Regions from separate parts of the Sus scrofa genome. Here all the other regions are linked to region 1. A link is a contact called in public Hi-C data. All regions are on one chromosome and are shown on one strand. The core of a region is the stretch at or near the end of the contact, and the rest is flanking DNA. Distances in the headings are between cores, read along the strand shown. Region 1 holds the start of FBXO42 (F-box only protein 42). Region 2 has its middle 26 kb from the start of EPHA2. Region 3 holds the start of FAM131C (protein FAM131C).

Region 1 (3,554 bases), core at 32-2,531:
ATTCAAGTTGGGGGCTTAGCGATCGGCACTCAGAACTGCAGGCACCTTTGATAACACCACATGAAGCACTCTGATAAGTGATAGGAATACAGGAGCAAAGCCCACAGTGAGAAAACTTCCCATTTGATTTCCAAGCTGAGGCAATGCAGACAATTAAGAAATAAATGGCAACTTACCAATTTTTTTTCTTTTTCTGCCACCCTCGAGGCCTATGAAAGTTCCCAGGCCAGGGATTGAAAGAGCCACAACCGCAACAACACTGGATCCTTAACCCACTTCGCTGGGCCAGGGACTGAACCAGCACTGCCTCAAAGACAAGCTGGATCATTAACTCACTGCACCACAGTGGGAACTTCTGCTTCATTGCTGCTTTGTTTTTAACCACAAAAGACTGGAAACAAATTAAATGCTCACTACTGGAGGAATTTTTTTTCTTTTTTTTTTGTCTTTTTTGCCACAGCTGCGACCTATGGAAATTTCTAGGCTAGTGGTTGAATCAAAGCTGTAGCCACCGACTTAAAATGCTGAGCAAGGCTAGGGCTCGAACTCTCATCCTCATAGACCCTATGTCAGGTTCTTAACCCGCTGAGCCACAGTGGGAACTCCTGCTTCAGTTTTTAGATGCAAGGGTGACAAGTGAAGCCCTTAGGCTGTACAGATAGTTCATAAAGGCTCTCTCCTACACACCAGGTTGCTCCCTTGGAAGGGGGATTTTCCTGGAATCCACCTACTCAGTACAAGAGCCTGGGAACTAGTTTCTGAGTTCAAGTCCTACCTCCCCATCCCAACTCCCCAAGATATGCGGCTCTGGGAAAATGATACCTCCTGTGCCTCAGTTTCCTCATCTGAGAAATGGGGCTAGTAACAAGTCATACTGTGTTGGTACACAGTTACGAGAGATTTCCCTCACTTTATATCCAAGAGCACTTCCATCCGCTACAGCCCTCCCCTCTGTTCATGGGGGCCCTCAGGAGGTACAAACGAATTAATTCCACGTATCATATTCTCAGGCCGTTGGGAAAATTGTCTAGTTATCCCAGGCTGTGCAAAGGAGAGTGAGTGCAGTTCTAAGGCCGTTTGTAGGGACCCGAGGGAGGCGGGCGTAGAAGCACGACATTTCTTCCAGGCTTTGTTTCCCCAGGCGACACACCGACCACGAAGAACCTCGGCGGAGGTCCCGGGTGCGGCACGTACCTTCCCAACTAGGCACCGCCCACAGGTCGCCTCGCGCGGGCCCGCCGAGCTGACGTAAGTGCGCGCGCGTCCTCCGCGCCTATCCCCGGCGCATGCGCGCTCCGTGCTGTCTTCTCCGGGCCAGAGCAGCAGCGGCGGCGGCGGCGTTTGAGTGGAGGAAGATGGCGGCCCCGAGCGACTCGGTGTCCCGCCAGCTGTGAGGAGCCCCGAGTGCTGCAAGCGCGGCCTAGGGCGGAGCGCCTCTGCTCTGGTCCCATCCCTGGCTCCCTCACTGCCTTCGCCAGCAGAGCGTATTTGAGAGCGTGGCGCGGGCTGGACCAGGTGAGGCTTCTTCCTCTCCCTGGGCCGCGGCAGGGAGCCGGCGCCTTCTGCCCTTTATGCCCTGGGTCCGGCGCAGGCCCTGCGCCCGGCACGGGGGTCGGTGACGGCTGGCCTGGGGGCCTTGCTTTGGTCATCCTCGGCCTCCTCAGGTTAGGCAGGGAGGAGGAGAGCCCCTTTCTAGCCAATCCTTGGGATGAGGGCGAACCCGGCCTCTCTCTAGCAGGGCGGTTCTCGTCCTCTCACCGGGGCCACCAAAGGGTGTGTGACCAGAGTAAGAATGGCTTAGGGGGTCTCGGATTATCTTCCACCCCACCCTCAAATTTTTTAAAGCCTTGGGAGAGGAGCCAATGTTCTCCAAAAAATTGGGGCTGCGGAGAGGGGCCAGCATCTCTGAAGCTGCAGTTGCAAAGGGAACATTTTGAAATTGGCTTAAAAAATAAAACACAAGCAGCCTTTCCTACCCTTTAGTTTTTTGAATGTAGCCCTAGCGAAGTAGAAACTGAGGATCTCCTTGATTGAGACAGCAATCCACGTTGTGAGTGTGGAAGGCTTCTGGTGAGAATTGTTTGTAGAGGGAATCGGGGAGGGTGGGAACCAATTGTAAACGGAGAAAAAACAATTGTAAGATCTTGATGGTCTCTGCAAAGTAACTTCGTTGCTTATTGAAGTCCTCGTTCCTTTGGATTCAAACCTTTGGATTGTTAAGATTCGGAACACGCAATTGCTTTGTCTGTTATCTCCCGAATTTTATTAGGAAAATAAAAGCTTAATTTTTAATTGCCAAAGTCTTTGGACTTTCTGTGGTGGGTTCCGATTGCTCAGCGTGAAGATTCAGACACATCACCAATTCTCACTTGCTGGCTGGGACCTTGTATTGTACTTGTTAGCCTTTTTGAGAACTTTTGTTGTTGTTGTTCACATGCTAATTTGGAGACTTTGATTTTGTTTCTCTCACTTAGGCAAGCTGGTTTGAAGCTTGTGGTCTCTTCTAACCGGCTTGAGGAATGATGGCTTCAGTTGCAGTTATGCTGTGGAATTGTTGAGGCTTTGGCTTGGACACACCAAATACCTTTTGTAACTTAAATTTGTTTTGCTTGTGCTTAAGAATGATGACATCATGGGTTTAAAGGGATGAAATTTGAGAGGAAATAGCATCATTTAGAATTGAATACTTAAGATTAAGCCTGTAGCTTTTACAGGGGCCAGTGATGCTCTGTGTCATATCCCTAATTTTGAGCATATTCATGTGTATAATCTAATTGGTTTCCTTTATATTGTATGTTGTCATTTTAGATCCTGAAACTGTTTGCTTTTGGCAAGCCTGGTATAAATACATTACTCAATCTACATTGACCCATGAGTGTTTTGTCTACTTCAGAAAGCTTTTAATTGTTGAAATGACAACTGTTTAGTTTAATACGAGCTAATTCTTTTGGCCGTTTTTTTCTTTTCTTAAAGTCTTTTCCCTATAGATTTTAGATTTTCTTAATGCCTTGGTTAAGGATATAAACCTAAACCAGCAACTTCTCCATTCTAGAAAATTGCAGAGCCACTCTACATTTCAATTTGCTAATAGTCATGAAATTAATGCAGTGAAGCATCCTGGTGGTTTGACATTATGCTTCTTGGCATAATGTGTTGCCTTGTTGTGCTAAATCATCATCAGGTATTGATGCAACTTCGTGACATCCATGACATCACTCACTGTCCAGCATTTTGCCTTTTGCAATTTCTTCCTTCTCAGAGTCACCAAAAAAGGGTTCAGGAAAAAGAGCTTAGGATGCTTCTTAAATGTCTGGTTTCTGGTAGAGCCTTCTCTTAACACTGCTTTATATACTTAAAACCCTTCTGTAAGACTCAGAGCTGTGGGATTGCTCCCTATTGTGAAAATGCTAGCAAGATTTCTGGGTTTTTCGAGAATATTGAGGTCCTGAGGAGAATTTATCTCAGAGATGGACAAATACGTGATTATCTTCGTGATTTCAGGGTTGTCTTAGTCTCTTTATAAAACCAAAAGCCATTTGTTTAAATAATGCCCT
Region 2 (3,860 bases), core at 125-2,624, 140 kb after region 1:
CACCACCACCGGGGTTCTCACAGCAGTTCTGCCAGTTGGTGGCAACAAGGTGGGCAGACGGGGGGTGGGGAGCAGGAGCCAGGGCTGGACTGGCACTCACTCCGACTGGCTCTCAAGAGCAGTTCTTCCCAGCTCTGCATTCAGTGATGTCAAGGTGGTGCTGGAAACTGGACATGCAAGGCGTATTTATATACAAGGAACCAGCCGTCCTCCCCACACACCCCCAGCATCCCTGTCACCACCCTGCGTCAGAGCTGAGTGTTAATCATCCACCTGCCACTGTAGGAATAGGAGCCCACCGAGCCTTAGAGCGGCGAGTGATGAGACTGAGATGCCCACAGGCTCCCGCTGCTTCCCAGCCAGGTTTCAGCCGCTCTGCCGGGCGCTCCCAAAGCCTCTGCCCTCCCTCTGCTCACACCGTGCTTGGGTGTGGGAACGATGTTGTTTGCAGCAGCTGAGCCCCTGATCCTATTATTCCCTCCCAGGCTTGACAAGGGCCCGTGACTGGCCTTGCTGGGCCCCCTGCCCTGCCCTCCTGACTGCGGCCTGGGGGTGCTCTTGACCCCACTGCCTTTCCTGCTGCAGGTGACGTCCTGTTGCCCAGCTGCCAACAGGATGCCTTGAACACAGCTTTGATGCCCCTCAAGCCTTGGCCCCTGGCAGAGTGGCACTGATATCCTCCAAGGAAGGGTGACACCAAATGGTGTCTCATCTACACGTGGCCCCATCAGGGCGGGACAAAATCGGGCTTTGCGGAAGGCAGGCGTGGACATACCCTGGGAGGCTGTACTGCTTGGCCGAGGTGGTGGCTGCAGCACTGGTCACTGCACAGCCAGTCTGGCTGCTGGATCTTTTTTTTTTTTTTTTTTTTTTGTCTTTTTGTCTTTTGTTGTTGTTGTTGTTGTTGTTGCTATTTCTTGGGCCGCTCCCGCGGCATATGGAGGTTCCCAGGCTAGGGGTCAAATCGGAGCTGTAGCCACCGGCCTACACCAGAGCCACAGCAACGCGGGATCCGAGCCACGTCTGCAACCTACACCACAGCTCATGGCAACGCCGGATCGTTAACCCACTGAGCAAGGCCAGGGATCGAACCCGCAACCTCATGGTTCCTAGTCGGATTCGTTAACCACTGCGCCACGACGGGAACTCCTGGCTGCTGGATCTTTTGGTCTGGGGGATTCAAGCAGGCAGCAGGAGACTGGCCAGAGCCCTGGAGGAGAAGGCCTGTGGTCTGGCTGGGGGAGGAGCTGCAGGGCCACACCGGGTGCTCCCACCCCCTTTTCTCAAAGAGGTGCCTCCCTCCCGGACACCCCGACCGCATCTGCTGTCTTCCAGGAAAAGGCCAATGCAATCGCTGAGTCAGCTGATCGAGGCTGGTATCACCCCGGCAGCTTTACAGGATGAGCACGCTGCTTGGAGGGCCCAGCAGGGCCTGCCCAGGAGCCCAGGACCTGGCCAGGCTCCCAGTCCCCGCCCCGCACCATTGTTCCTACCTGGCACCCGGCCTGCCTTCTCTCCCACCCCACCCTCTAGCCCAAACAGCATCTCATGCCCAAACCCAGCCTCTCTCCAATTTCCCAGATGCCAGTCTCGCCTGCCCTGGGGTAGGAGAAGGCGTCAGGAGATGGCTCTGTAGCCTTGGGCAAGTCCCTTTACCTCTCTGAGCCTCCGTTTCCTCACAGGTGAGATGCAAGCCGTTGCCCCAGTGGGCTCTGCTGTGAAAAGGTTAGAAGGGGCCCAGAAGGAGCCAGGCATGCCGGAGGTGTTCAGGAAATGGTTCGTACGGGCTGTCCCCCAGTATGACCTGTTCTCCAGGGCCTGAGGGAGAGGGAAGCTGTGGCATCTTCTGCCGGCCCATCTAACATTATTCAGCAAGGGATCATTATGCTCAGGACGCAGCTCCATCGTCCCCTGAGGCAGTGGGGTCCAGCTTCCGAGCTCTCACTTCAGCCGGCTCTGGGCTCCCAGCATTAGCAGAGTCTGAGGTGTGGACATGGCGAAGGGCCAACGTCAGGGCAAGGTCAGGACTTGGAAGAACCTAGCCCGTCCAACAGGGGAGTGGGCAAGGCTGCCCTGTAGGGGGCGTCAGGGTGGGAGGCGGGGGTGGCCTCTGGACAAGTAGCCCACACTGGAGGCTTAGTGCCCACGCCCTGGTGCTGGTCGTGGCATGTCACCCCTGCTTCAGAGGGCGTCTTCTTGTTTGCTTGGGAGGAATGAATGAAATTGTTATGTCATGAGCAGCACGGTGGGCACCGTCCCGGACTGGCAAGCGGGGCTGGGAAGGCGGAGGGAGAGGGCCTGGGAACCGGGATTGCTCAACAAATGAAGAGGGAGGAGTGGGAAGTGAGCGGTGGATTGAATAAAGGAGTGAATCAGTGAATGAATAAGTGAGCCAGTGAATGAATGAATCAGGAAGCTAATGCCTGAATAATTAGCAACACCTAGGTAGCTCTCACTACATCCCGACATCCCGACACTGTTCTATGCATTTTACTTGCCTGAATTCACTCGGTCTCACAAAAACTTTCTGAAGCAGGCTGTATTATTACCTCCAGATCACGGAGGCACAGAGAAGTTAAGCAACTTACCCAAAGTCACACAGCTGGTAAGTGAGTTGAAATTTGAACCCATGCAGCTTGGCTCCAGAGTCTCTGGGTACCAAGTGGGAACATAGCCCCAGGACCTTGGGGAGAGTTCATACCGGAGGGGTGGGAAGATGGACTCTGCTGTCTGGACCTTGAGGTTTCAGACTTCATATTATTCAGCAGATCATTCCTTTATCCATTTATTCTGTATACCTGCTCTTCCCTCACTGATGCATCCATTCACTGAGGGCTGGCTCTGGGAGAGGGAGGGGTGAGATAAATGATTCTGTTCTGCCCTGGCAAAATGTGTGCTTCAGGGTTCAGCTCAAGTGCCACCTCCTCCAGGAAGCCTTCTTGGAGTTCCTCTGCCAAAGGCCTGAAGACCTGTGGGCTTCCCCTAGTATTATTTTCCTGTGCCTGCTTCCCTTATCAGCTGGGCAGTGATTTGCTGTGAATTCTTTTTTTTTTTTCATTTTTGGCCACCCTGTGGCATATGGGGTTCCCAAACCAAGGATTCGATCTGAGCCAGTCATGACCTAAGCCGCAGCTGCAGTGTCCAGGGACTTTTAATTCACTGTGCCAGGCTGGGGATCGAACCAGGATCCCAGCACTCCTAAGAGCCCACTGATCCCATTGTACCACAGTGGGCACTCCTTGCTGTGAATTCTTGATATACCATTGGTGCTCAATAAAAGCTCAATGAGGCACCCTGTTGCTGGCTGGGCTTCCTCTGAGTACTGCCCCTGGCACCCTTCCCCTCCATTGCCCTGCTCTCTGCTGCTTCCTCTCCTCACTCCAGCCAGGATGCCCCGGTGTCTGGGCACACCCCCCAGAGACCCTCCCTTCCTGCTGGTGAGTGGAAACTCCCCGGGTACTGGTTCCAGCCAGGGGCCACGGTCAGCTGGACTGGGATTCACCCCTGTCCTGGGAGGGAGAGGAACTGGGCCCGCCCTAGCTCAGCAACCGACAGCAGCCTCTTCCTTTGCTGGCTGAATGTTTGTTTTCAAATTCCTGAGGGCTGTGTCACCGGCACCCCTGTCCCCGCTGGCCCCCAGCCTGCCTTCGCTTCCTTCCTCCCCTTGCTTGACCAGGCTGGTCTGCCGGCTGGGGCTCTGGGCCAAGCTTCTGTCCTGCTGCCCACCAGCTAGAGCCTGAGCCTTGAGCTGGCGGACTGGGGAGCCCCAGAGACGAGACAGGGAGCTCAGGAGCCCTCCCCAGCTCCTCTGCAGAGCCCAGGGAGAGGCCATCTCTTCTTGCTTTTCAGGGAACAGTGGT
Region 3 (3,745 bases), core at 807-3,306, 230 kb after region 1:
TCCAGTGCCCACCCCAGGACGAGTGGACTGGTTGAATAGGAGCAAGTGGGGCAGGCCACAGGAGTAGGGGTTCCGGCTGGATCCCCAAAAGCATGGATTCAGAGATTTGAAGGGCACAGCCTGGTCACTCACCCTGGTCCTCTCACCCCCCAGGAGTCTCCGCCTCTCCTCCTCCATGGATGGATGAGGCAAGGAGGGCGCAGGAGGGGAGGATAGTGGAAGGTCACAGGGCAGATGGGCTGTGGGCTGAGCTGGGAAAGGACAGCCTGGCCCCGGGGAAGGACAACCACACATCTTGGAGCTGTCTGGGAATCTGGGAATCGTCTGCTTCAGCAGAATTCCAAGGACTGGGAAGGTGAATGTGGGTGTGCCAGGGGGAGCTGTCCACCCCGGTGTGGCCCGGTCTCAGGCTCGTGCCAGGCCTGCGTTGCCAAGCAGGAGACCTGGGTTCTAGTCCCCACTCTGCCACCAACTTGCTGTGTGACCTTGGGCAAGCCCCTGCCTATCTCTGAGCATTCATCTGTGCAATGAGAGGATTTGAGTCAATGTGGAACTGACCAGCACGAATGCTAGAGGCTGGGAGAGCCAGAGCGCCACCCACCCCCCCTGCCTCTGCCTGGGTTGGTAAGCAAGGTACCCTGGGTGGGACCACTCAACCTGTCTCTGTCTCAGGCTGAGGGAGGCACATCCTCTCCCCTCCAAAACTGTCCCATACTCCGTGCTGGGGTCCTCCTCCCTGTCTCCCCCCTCTGCCCCCATAGCTGCCAGGCTGCCAGCTGGGAGCCTCCGCAGCTGTGACCAAGCGTCCTGCGTCATGGTGAGTCAGAGCCCTCCCTCCAAGCCAGCTCCAGTCACCCCATGACAGGAAGAAGAGAAAGGACACCTCTGCCTCCCCTACCCTGGGCCACACAGGATGGGGCCCAGGGCCCAGCGGCAGGCAGGCCGGCTTTTCCATCTCCATGCAAGGCAGCCACACAGCTGGCACTGCCCAAGGCATCCATCCCCTCAGAGCTGTCCTCCCCAAGGCCAGACCGGCGGGGCGGGTGGCAGGGGAGGCTGGTCAGATGGGGGCAGAGCATGCAGGGCTCTGAGCATCCATGACTGGGTATAGCACTGGACTCTAGACTGGCACATCTGTCTTGTTCACACTGGCACATAGTAGGTGCTTTGTACACATCCACTGAATGAAGGCTCAGGCTTCTGGGGGGGAGTAGGGATACTGGTGAGGTAATAATGCATTATATCTGTGTTCACCATTACATTATTTATTTTTAGCCCTGTATCAGTGTCAGTCTTTTTTTTTTTTTTTTTTTTTTTTGGCTTTTTAGGGCTGCACCTGTGGCATAGTAGTTTGAATCCGAACTACAGCTGCCGGCCTACACCACGGCCACAGCAACTCAGGATCCGAGCCACATCTGTGACCTACACCACAGCTCACGGCAATGCTGGATCCCTGACCCACTGAGCGAAGCCAGGGATTCATCCTGCATCCTCATGGTTCCTAGTCAGATTTGTTTCCACTGTGCCACGATGGGAACGCCCATTGCACACATTATCTCACTCCCATGAGGCAAGATTTTACCCCCATGGAGTTCTCCTTGTGGCACAATGGGATTGGCAGCATCTCTGGAGCACTGGGACACAGGTTCAAAACCCGGCCCCGCGCAGTGGGTTAAGGATCCAGCCTTGCAACTGTGGTTCAGATCTGATCGCATATCCTGAGGGGTGATGAAAAGACCAAAAAAAAAACAAAAAATATTTTTACCCAGTTGGCAGCAAAAAACCTTGAGGCTCGGGGAAGGGAAGCATCTTGCCCAAGGTCACACAGCTTGTGTGAGGTGAGCCCATATTCACAATAGTTCCCCGACCCCCATGGCCAGGGTCATTCTCCACCAGGCTTTTACTCCAGAGAGGGCACCGGGCCTGGGCAAGGAGATAACGTCAGCATCCACGCCACTGCTCCCCACCCCCACCCCTTGGCAGTCCCACCGGGCCCAGATCCAGCCCGGCTAGAGGCCTCCAGCTCCACCCCACCCCCTTGTCTCAAACCTCATTCATCCTTCAAACCCCGCTGGTCCATCCCCAAGTTTTTAAAGAGAACCAGTGAACCTGGCTTCCTCACTTGGAAAAGGGGCACAAGGACACCTGCTCTAACCGATGCCCAAGAACGTGTACGGATGGAGTGAGTCGGCAGGATGTAAAAGTGAGCGCTGAGAAGCTGAGGATCTGTGGGCCATGGGCAGGTTTGCTAAGGAGCTGGGGGTGTGTCTGAGTGTGTGGCTGTGTGTAAATGCCAGTGTGTGTAAATATGGGTGTGTGTGTGTGGGTGTACCCATGTGTGTTTGTGTTCGTGGGTAGGGATGTGAGAGAGCCAGTGTGAGTGATTAGAGGGGCCACTGCGGGCCCCATCGGAAGGGAGCTGCGGGTCTGAGAAAGGACTTGGCCATTCTGCACGGGCTCAGCCCAAAGGGCCTTCTCACCTCGCTGCCGGCGCTTGCAGGAGACCCGGTGGAGGGATCCGAACGCTCATCCCCACCCTCTGTATCCCCAGCCTGGGCCAGTGTTCCCCCCCCCGCCACCGATGATGTCCCTGACACCTAAGGGCCCTCAGGCAAGGCATCTGATCTCCGTGAGCCTGTGTCTTCCCCTGCCACTTGGGCACAAGAGACATCTGAATGTCGTGTACTTCTTCGTGGCCCAAATGCTGAAATTTCCCTGCCCCCACCGCCCTCTTCCCTGACCTTCAGCCCCTGTCACCAGGTGGCTCGGGAGGCCCGAGGGCCTATGGTCCCCCTCCAGCTCCCCTGCCCCCTGCCCCGGGGCTGCCCCCGCCCCTAGCCTGGCGGCGGCGGCAACAGGTGCGCTGCGGGCGGGGCGCTGGGGGCGGGGCGGCCTCGCGGGCTCCGCGCTCGGGGCTCCGGGCGAGCGCTCCCCGGGGCCGCCCCGCCCGCCGTGCTGCCCGCGGCTGGCAGGGGCGGGCGCGGCGCGGGCGGCGGTGGCGCTCGGCGAGCCGGGCACGGCGGCGGCGGCGGCAGCGGCGGGGACGACCCGGCGGGAACGGCGGCCGAGCGGAGCGGAGCCCCGGGCCCTTCCCTGCGAATCCGCGCTTCCGCTGCGCCAGCGCCGCGCGTGAGCCCCGGGCCCGCGCAGACATGAGCGCCCGGCGGCCGGACGCACTCAAGGCTCAGCGGCCCGACCCCGAGGCCCCGTGATGGGCTCCTGCGTGTCGCGAGGTGAGGGGGCCACAGATCTTGGCGAGGAGAAGCAGGAATCGGGGGCCCGGGTCCCCGCGCCGGGGACGCAGGCACGACCCCTCGGCCTCTCGGGAGAACCTGGGTGGGGGTGGGGGTAGGGGGACGACCCGCCCTTCGCGGCCAGCCGCACACCCCGCCCCCCCGCCCCCCGCCGAGTCCCAGGGGACAAGGTGCCCCGAGGGGGTCAGGGCGTGGGAGGGGGCAGCAGCGCGGAGAGAGCGAGCGTGGGGAGGTCACCGCAGCCCCGCTTGGAACCACACCCCACCAGGTGGCAGAAGCAGGGTCGCTACCTTTCCAGCAGCCACACGCCCCCTGCCGTGTGCCTCGGAGGGACGGCAGGCTTCTGATTTCTCCTGGCTTCTCTGGAGGGACTGCGGGACGGCGGGAGAGCAAGCCGACCCTCCTTCCCACGCCCTCCAAGACATAGACCTTAGTAGCTCAGTGCCCCCACTTCTGTGCTCCTTACCCCACGCCCCTGACTTCAGAGTCCC

What was found. A called contact is a pair of places that touch in the nucleus more often than the background predicts.
Region 2: a contact with region 1 is called in a Hi-C map of retroperitoneal adipose tissue, with 2.4 times the contacts expected there. The contact joins the enhancer-like site here to the promoter of FBXO42 in region 1. A contact is called at or near these places in 1 of 5 promoter capture datasets (liver), 7 of 47 Hi-C or Micro-C datasets (embryonic fibroblasts, epiblast stem cells, mesenteric adipose tissue and 4 more) and 1 of 2 datasets of contacts at active chromatin or transcription factors (skeletal muscle).
Region 3: a Hi-C map of embryonic fibroblasts shows a contact between it and region 1, with 9 times the contacts expected there. The contact joins the promoter of FAM131C here to the promoter of FBXO42 in region 1. A contact is called at or near these places in 3 of 5 promoter capture datasets (fetal liver, fetal skeletal muscle and liver), 23 of 47 Hi-C or Micro-C datasets (adipose tissue, alveolar macrophages, brain and 15 more) and 2 of 2 datasets of contacts at active chromatin or transcription factors (alveolar macrophages and skeletal muscle).

What each region holds. Positions count from the first base shown.
Region 1 is chr6:75,443,848-75,447,401 of Sscrofa11.1, reverse strand. FBXO42 (F-box only protein 42) reads left to right here and starts at 1,281. Exons shown (of 10, transcript XM_003127635.5): 1 at 1,281-1,515.
Region 2 is chr6:75,303,090-75,306,949 of Sscrofa11.1, reverse strand. No RefSeq gene overlaps it. Among named protein-coding and RNA genes, the nearest start is that of EPHA2, 26 kb to the right of the region's middle. Within about 2 kb of position 1,374, at least 15 of the 83 cell types and tissues checked have an H3K27ac peak or open chromatin away from gene starts, as enhancers often do. A contact at or near this core is called in omental adipose tissue and retroperitoneal adipose tissue, where this site is marked.
Region 3 is chr6:75,211,392-75,215,136 of Sscrofa11.1, reverse strand. FAM131C (protein FAM131C) reads left to right here and starts at 2,056. Exons shown (of 7, transcript XM_021095410.1): 1 at 2,056-2,203. The coding sequence starts at 2,158.